Regions from separate parts of the Danio rerio genome. Here region 2 is linked to region 1. Evidence: chromatin contacts called from public Micro-C data. All regions are on one chromosome and are shown on one strand. Each heading gives the region's core, a stretch centred on a gene start, on an enhancer-like site or on the middle of the called end of the contact. The rest is flanking DNA. Distances are from core to core; before and after follow the strand shown.

The links. A called contact is a pair of places that touch in the nucleus more often than the background predicts.
Region 2: a Micro-C map of caudal fin shows a contact between it and region 1, with 11 times the contacts expected there. The contact joins the promoter of kif1b here to the enhancer-like site in region 1. A contact is called at or near these places in 3 of 18 Hi-C or Micro-C datasets (caudal fin, embryo and an unstated tissue) and 1 of 4 datasets of contacts at active chromatin or transcription factors (caudal fin).

The regions. Positions count from the first base shown.
Region 1 is chr23:32,396,121-32,400,003 of GRCz12tu, reverse strand. It overlaps kif1b (kinesin family member 1B), which reads left to right. Exons shown (of 47, transcript NM_194382.3): 10 at 10-85; 11 at 1,634-1,712; 12 at 1,833-1,975. Among named protein-coding and RNA genes, the nearest start is that of kif1b, 48 kb to the left of the region's middle. Within about 2 kb of position 2,348, at least 8 of the 62 cell types and tissues checked have an H3K27ac peak or open chromatin away from gene starts, as enhancers often do. A contact at or near this core is called in caudal fin, where this site is marked.
Region 2 is chr23:32,443,385-32,447,267 of GRCz12tu, reverse strand. kif1b (kinesin family member 1B) reads left to right here and starts at 1,617. Exons shown (of 47, transcript NM_194382.3): 1 at 1,617-1,665.

The sequences.
Region 1 (3,883 bases), core at 1,099-3,598:
TTGAAACAGAGCAAGAAGAAAAAGAAGACCGACTTCATTCCTTACCGAGACTCAGTGTTGACATGGCTGCTAAGAGAGAATTTAGGTATGGATGACAATCCATAATGGCTGTTAATGATTAATCACATGGAGATAGAACTGTTTGAATTTAGTTTAGCTTGGCTTTATCTTTGTGTTTTAAATTAGAATTTGCTTTTGATTTGTTTTGTTTTTTTGTTTTTTGTTTTTTGGCTTTGTTTTTGTTTTGTGTGTGTTTTTTTTTGGCTTTGTTTTTGTTTTGTGTGTTGCTTTTGCTTGCTTTTTGTGTTTTGTTAAGTAAATTATTTTGTTTGTGCTTTGCTTTGTTTTGTGTTTTTTATTTTGTTTGTGCTTGGCAGACCCAGTCTTTAAGCCACAGTCACATTAAGTATAAGGGTGCTTTCACACCTAGACTTTTGTTTCGAAACCTGTCGTGTTTCCCCAGTTAGCGCTGTTTGTTTGGCATATGCGAATCCAGCAATCATGTTCAGATCTGCGCCAAAACAATTGGTCCGAGATCGCCTGAATGAGGTGGCCTCTGCTCGATTTCAACGAACTCTGAGGCAGATCGGTTGTAGTGAGAAAGCAATACAATCCAAACCAGGCAATATCACAGGATATATCGTATATGAAGAGAGAATTATGAGTAGGGCAGAATGTCATTCCTACCGGAAAATGTGCATTTCATGTTAAACTCTAAAGTGAAATCATTCTGAATTATTAACGGGAGCTGTTTATTCGTTAGGAAAATTGATTGAACACTAGCAGTGGTTTATCAGTTATAACTCTCTATAATATAAAACCTATAATACAAAAGCCAACTGCTATGTATGAGAAAGTCTTAGCTCTGATTTATATTTAGTGACAACGTCTGAGTGTGTCTCTATTCGAAATGAAAGCGCAGCTTTTCGCTTATGTCTTATTGCTCATCGGCATAAATTAAAATAAGGACGCATGACAGCTGATCTGTACTCTGCAAAGTAAACCGTGAAACTCTGACCAATGTGAGGAGAGTTTACTCACACGTGACTTGTTTTAGCTATTTTAATCCATTTAGAAACTTTGCTGTGTGAAAGCGAACTGCCCCAAGAACAAAGCAACATTGTAACAATTTTAATCTCTGTTTCGGAACAAGAGAATCGATCCACAGGTGTGAAAGCACCCTAAGATGCAAAAAGAAATGGGATAAAACAAGATGATTAGACATCAATAAAGTGAGCAATTGCTTCATATTTAGAATTAGAATTTAGAATTTAGTATTTCTGTGAAATACTACTGTAAATGTTACAGTTCATATTCAACTGACTAGAATCAGAGCTTTACCATAAGATGGTAACTTGTGTTATGCTGCATCAAATTTATTGCACAATTTTTAACTCCAAAGTCAAATGTAAAGTAGTGTTGTGGAAATTGTTATATCACTGCTTTAAAAAATGTACAGAAAAAGAAAACACTCACTGTTTACAATCTTCACATCTTGTCTCATGTGCCTTTTAATCGTCTGTGGAAAGTGTGTCCTTTAACCTTATTGGCCACCTTAGATCAATACTCCAGTCGAACGAAATTGCATTTCTAATCGTTTCTAATTGTTTGCATAAATGTGCTTGTTTACCAGGAGGCAATTCGAGGACCGCAATGGTGGCTGCACTGAGCCCTGCTGACATCAACTTTGATGAAACGCTCAGCACACTCCGGTAAGACTTCTACCCTAGATCTTGATTTTAATAAGTGGATTTTCTAGATCTAGATAAAACAGTAATCTTGTGCTTTTCCATGGCTGTTTGGGGTCATTGCTTTTGTTTGCTCATTCATAGATATGCGGACAGAGCCAAGCAGATCAAGTGCAATGCTGTCATCAACGAGGACCCCAATGCCAAACTGGTGCGGGAGCTGAAGGACGAGGTGTCACGGCTGAAGGAGCTACTCCGTGCCCAAGGCCTCGGGGACATCCTGGACAGTAAGTCGAGATACAGCGCCTCCCAATGGCCACTGCTTTACTTACCCAGTTTCCAGGCAAACAGCAGGTCACATTCTTGAGCTGTGATTTAACGCCAGTCTCGCCCAACCCTGCGTCGTCTTTATGTTGTGGTTTCTTCTACTTATTCATTTAACCATTATGTCAACATTTGATGGAGAGCCTTAATATGAAGATATGATGGATATGCTGTTTTCCAAATATGTAAACTCAAGTGTTTCCATTTCATGTTTGTCTTCATAATATTGTGTCTAACTCCCTTGGTCAGTCATTCCTCAACTAGTCCTCTCAATTCTGACTTCTGTTCTTCCTGCTTCCCTTCAGTCGAGCCAATGGGGGATGATTGCCTTGGAAGTGGAAGCAAATGTGTGTATATGCGTGATGGGGCCGCATTCTCTCGCTCTTCCCCTTTTCGCTTACCAGTAGCTTATTCATCGCTTCTGGAATATAAAACTGTCAGCTTTGCATGCCTCAGTTTTTTTTTCCAACAAGGAATCCCAGACAAAAACAGATACATATGGGATGGATTGGATGAGGCTAGCATGCCCACTAGCAAGCTTTTTTCGCTTGCTCTTACCTTAATTTGATAGATCATTTGGCATGGTGCAGTCTCAATGTCAGGCTTTCTTCCAAAATAGCACAGCGCGATAGATCTGATAGACTGTATCTGGAAACACTTAAAGGGATAGTTCACCTAAAATTGATTTATGTTTTTCTCCCAATATTGAAAAATATCTCATCATTTACTATTTACTTATTTTAAACATGTTTCAGTTTCTTTTTTTCTGATGAAAAGATGTTTAGAATAATGATGGAAATCAGTAACCATTAAGCCATTTCATAGGCTGCATCCAAAATCGCATACTTCCATACTATATAGTAAGCTAAAATTAGTATGTGAGTCGAGCAGTATGTCCAGATTCATAGAATTTGAAAAGGGTATGTGAGAAGTACCCGGATGCCCTACTACTTCCGGTGAGATTTTAAAGTGCGCATAAAATGCACTCTATACTATCCCATGATTCACAGCGAGAGAATTCATGAATGGGAGTGAAGTGATGCAGGTAATGACAAATGGCAGATGTATCGCGTCCAAGTTCCATTCATACTACTGACATTAGTACTGTATAGAATGTACTTTTCCAACAGTCGAGTAGTACGTTTAAGTTCAAATGCAATGCCTATTGAGTAGTAGGCGATTTCAGACGCAGCCATAGTATTTGTTTTGACTTCTGAGGATGTCAATGGTTACTTGTTTGTAGCATTCTTCAAAATATCTTCTTTTGTGTTAAAAAGAGATAAAGAAACTCCATAATGGTTTGGAACCACCTGAGGGTAAGAAAATAGTGAGTAAATGATATTTTTTGGGTTTTATAACTTTAAATTCTTAGGAAAACACTTGAAATTTTTAAGAAAGAGGATTATTACTAATTTATGCAACTTGTTATCACTTAAAATCTAAAGCAGCGTAACAAATCATAATGTCTGTACAGGGTATTGAATTGGAATAATCATGGAATTTTGACAAGGCATTTTCCAGGCCTGGAAAAATTTGGGGAAAATATATAAACCCAAAATGTTTTGGAAAAGCCATGGAAAATTGTTAAAGAAATATCTGTGTACTTGAATATACTATTTTACAGGTATAAAATAAACATAAACTACATAGATTGTCACATATTTTTTTGATATGCTGTAATAAATTTGAACATACATTTTTTCTTATTTACCACATGTACATAGACATTACATGAAACATTAGGTCTTGAATATTTACCTAAAAGTTTTGAAAATTCATAGAAAATCTTGGAATTTTAGTAGTAAAAATGTGTATGAACCCTGCTGTAGTTCAAATCAACCTTATAGTCAAAATAAACTCCTAAATTAATT
Region 2 (3,883 bases), core at 368-2,867, 48 kb before region 1:
ATGCTATAATTGTTATTTTATATAATAACCGGATTGCTACTATATTCCTTAAATATTATTATACTTTTTAATAATATTTAGATTTTTTTTTCTGCTTCAAGTTTAGTAACCAAGGCTTATTTTTATGCTAATATAGATGTTTGTTTGTTTTTTTTTTTCAAAGATGCTTAGTAACTTTGTCATTTCTATTATTTATTTGAAATGTAGTTATGTATTTTTCTCTTTTAGTTTCAGTTAGTTCAACATAGGTTTTTTATGTTTTTGTGGTTATAGTTAATCAACTGAGCAAGGTTTAATCTTTCACCATTATATCAAAAATATACATAATTATGTATTTTCTATTACAAAAGTGTAATATACAAAAAAAAATTTTTTTTAATTAATTGCTCTCAGCGAATTACCATTTGCATTGTTTTGCATTTTTAAGAGAATTTAGTTGTATCAGTATTTTATTATATAAAATATAATATATATATATATATATATATATATATATATATATATATATATATAAATATATATATATATATATATATATATATATATATATATATATATATATATATGTGTGTGTGTGTGTGTGTGTGTGCGCGCACATATTTCTTAAATAATATACTTGTTTGCTTTAGATTTTGTATTTTTTCTGCTTTTAGTAACAAAGTCTTATTTTTATTCTGACATAGTTTTTATTATTTATGTCAGTAGTTTTTGTCATTTCTATTTTTTTCCTAAATATGTCATTCCTTTTCAATTTTAGTTGGTTTTGGTTCAAGTTCAGCTAACTCAAAAACGGAATTTATATTTCTAAAATTATTTTAGCATGTTTTTTATGTTTTGTGGTTATGGTTAGTCAACTGGGCAAGGTTTAATCTTTTCCCATTATACCAAAAATATACATAATTATGTATTGTCTTACAAAAGTGTAATATGCGATAAAGCATTTTCTTTCTTTTTTTAATTAATTGCTCTCAGTGAATAACTATTTGTATTGTTGTGCAAGTTTTGAGAGGATTTATAGTTTTATTAGTATTTTACAAAACAATAGATGTAATTATATATAGTTTCTAATTGTATTATAATTGATAAAACTTTAGCCTGATAGTACAATTAAATGTGAGTAATTTAGGATTCTAAAGAATTCATCTGATGAATTTTTAAGTTTACCCATTTTTCTACTAGGCGGCGCCCTTCACTTTTGTGTTTTGTGATGCCACGCCACAGCGGATCGTAAGCGACCCTGCAGTATTGCGTCACGGCTGCCCAGCCCACATCTGCTTTTCCAGCGTTCTCATTGGTAGCACGACGCATTGCTCACAGAATTCTGCATTCTTATTGGCCAAGCGGTCAGTCATTCACGGTGTTGACAGTGCAGTTGACGTAATCATTTCAGTAAATCAAGGCATTCATCCATATCCTAAGCCTGCTAGAGGAACGGTCAAACGACACCAGAACCTGCCTCAGAAAATAAACCCTAATCGCAAGCATTTTGTGCAGCGCTGGCGAATGAAACGCAGCTATAATGGGTGTTTATAACAAGAAAGGAACTATTAAGAACTTAATCATCAGTCTTTTTTGATTTTTGCTGCTGGTTGCAGACGTCATTTGAGAATTGGCATCGTGCAGGATTTCTATGGTGTTCTAGACGTGTATTGTGGATAAATAACGGTAAGTGGCGTCTATTCTTTAAGAAGACAGTTATATTGATACGTTCGAGTTGGAAATGTAATGTCCGAGTACGTTAGTTAGCGTTTGGGAATGCAAATGGCTGTTTACAGAAATGTTTTGCTTGTTTTTGTTGCTTATTTCTTCAGCGCAGATTAACGTTAATTGTGTTATCATAGAGTTAATAACAGTTATTTTATTTATACATGATAATACACATTCTAATGGCATGCAAAGAAAGTCGCCGAGTTCATAGAAAGACATCCGATTAGTGATGGAAAGTTCGGCACATTTCTTCTGATCGGTTCTTTTGAACAGTACCGGCTTGTAACCGATTCAGTGATTCAAATTACGGTGCGCTACAAATCTTCGTATTTTCCCTACATTTGTCGGTTGTTAGAGCCTTACGAATAAACTGACAAGCGATTCTCGGTTGAATACACCACAACAGATAATATTGATGAAGATTGAATTGTTCACAGCGATTGGAGGAACCGGTTCCCTTAAAGATCCGATTCAGAAGAATGATTTGTTATCGCATCGTTACATGCGATCGTTAAAGGAGGCGACAGTATAATGTTTTAGCCTTACAATCAGTGTTTTTATAGATTATTAAACGACATAGTTTGTCAATTGTGCCACACATATGGCAACGCCGGTGATGCATTGTTGCGAGTCTATCAGTATCCCGTCTCCGTTATTAAGCACTCAAGGAACTCTGCGGATTTGTCGAGCTATTAGCGTTTTTAATTAACATTGCTTTGTTTTAGTAACGTTAATACAAGTGTCTATTAAAGCAGATGAACGAACAAATAGTTTTATAACCACTCGTTCATGAAGTAGACGTGTTTTCTCCGGCAGATTGAATTTCATGGGCGTATGCCATTAATTCAATGAATGACAACAAGGACAAGATGAAAACATCCTCTTTTTTTGGTGTCATGTGCTAGAACAGTTATACTCGTAGGTTTGAACAGAATTTTTTTTGTTACATCGTCATATTCGCTTTAATTCACAAACGGGTCAATAAAACCATCATTAAAAACCAAATGTCACGCCCATAATTGTTACACGCAGTGTAACAGTACACAGACTGGTCTTGTTATATGTCAGTGCATGTATTTGTGTATGTAATGCTGGTCCGGTGACAGTTAGTCAGATGTGTTTACTAGTAAAGAGTGTGTGAACAGGCCCAGCCCTGCAACTGCAGGCGAGCGGCAGCCATGTTTATGAGTATGTGAAGAACCCATGAAATATTCCTCATCATCTACATCTGTCTACCTGGATGTTTACCTGCATGTCATGGGATTGCCTTTGACAACCGGGTATTTGAAGGCAAATCAGTTGTTTATGTAAATGAGGCTTCTCTAGAGACTATAAATATTTTTAGATTCATTATTAAGATGTAGGTTAAATGTACATATAAGATAAAGCGTATATCTTGGTCCTGAAATAACACTTATTTCTATCGTTTTTTAAAATCTAAATCATGTCTTTACGTTTAAGTAAACATTCTGTCATTTCATTTTAAATGACTATCTGATAGGAATTGTATTTTCCCACATTTTCATAATTCTTGTAAAGTTGCATAATAGTTGTATATTGATTATAAAGAACTAGAAAAGAGATTAGTTGTAGCTTATCTCAACAGAGCAAACTGCTTGAAATGTCAATTATGTATTTTATATACATGCAGCTTTCCAGCTGTCATGAAAAACAATGTACAAAAAGTCCATACTTGGTTGGAAATGTCATGGCATGAAATGCATGTTGATCTCCATGAAACAAATGAATAAAACAGACTGAACAAGTGACTTCATTTCGAAATACAAATAACATAATGTATATATATTTTAAAATTACAGATAGGCTTTTATTTCCTAAAGAAGCAGACCCTTATCCAGGGTTCGGAAGACCCACCAGTCACTGAAAAAGGTCCAGAATTTTCCCATAAATTAGCTCATTTGTCTTATTTTGACTGCTATGCCATCATAAATAGTAAAAAATAACCCATCAAAATGGCTTTAAGACCAAGTGGAATCCTCTGCTGGCTGTTACTTTGGTGTGACTTCAGCTAATCCATTTTGTTCAATGCTAGCAATTATTTTTCATGAGTCCAACATCCAACTGCTAGAAAACTTACAATCTGAGGTAAGCGAAGTTTTCTTTCGCTACTGTATTGTTTTTAAATTGAGAAAACATTTTACAAGTAACTTTTATT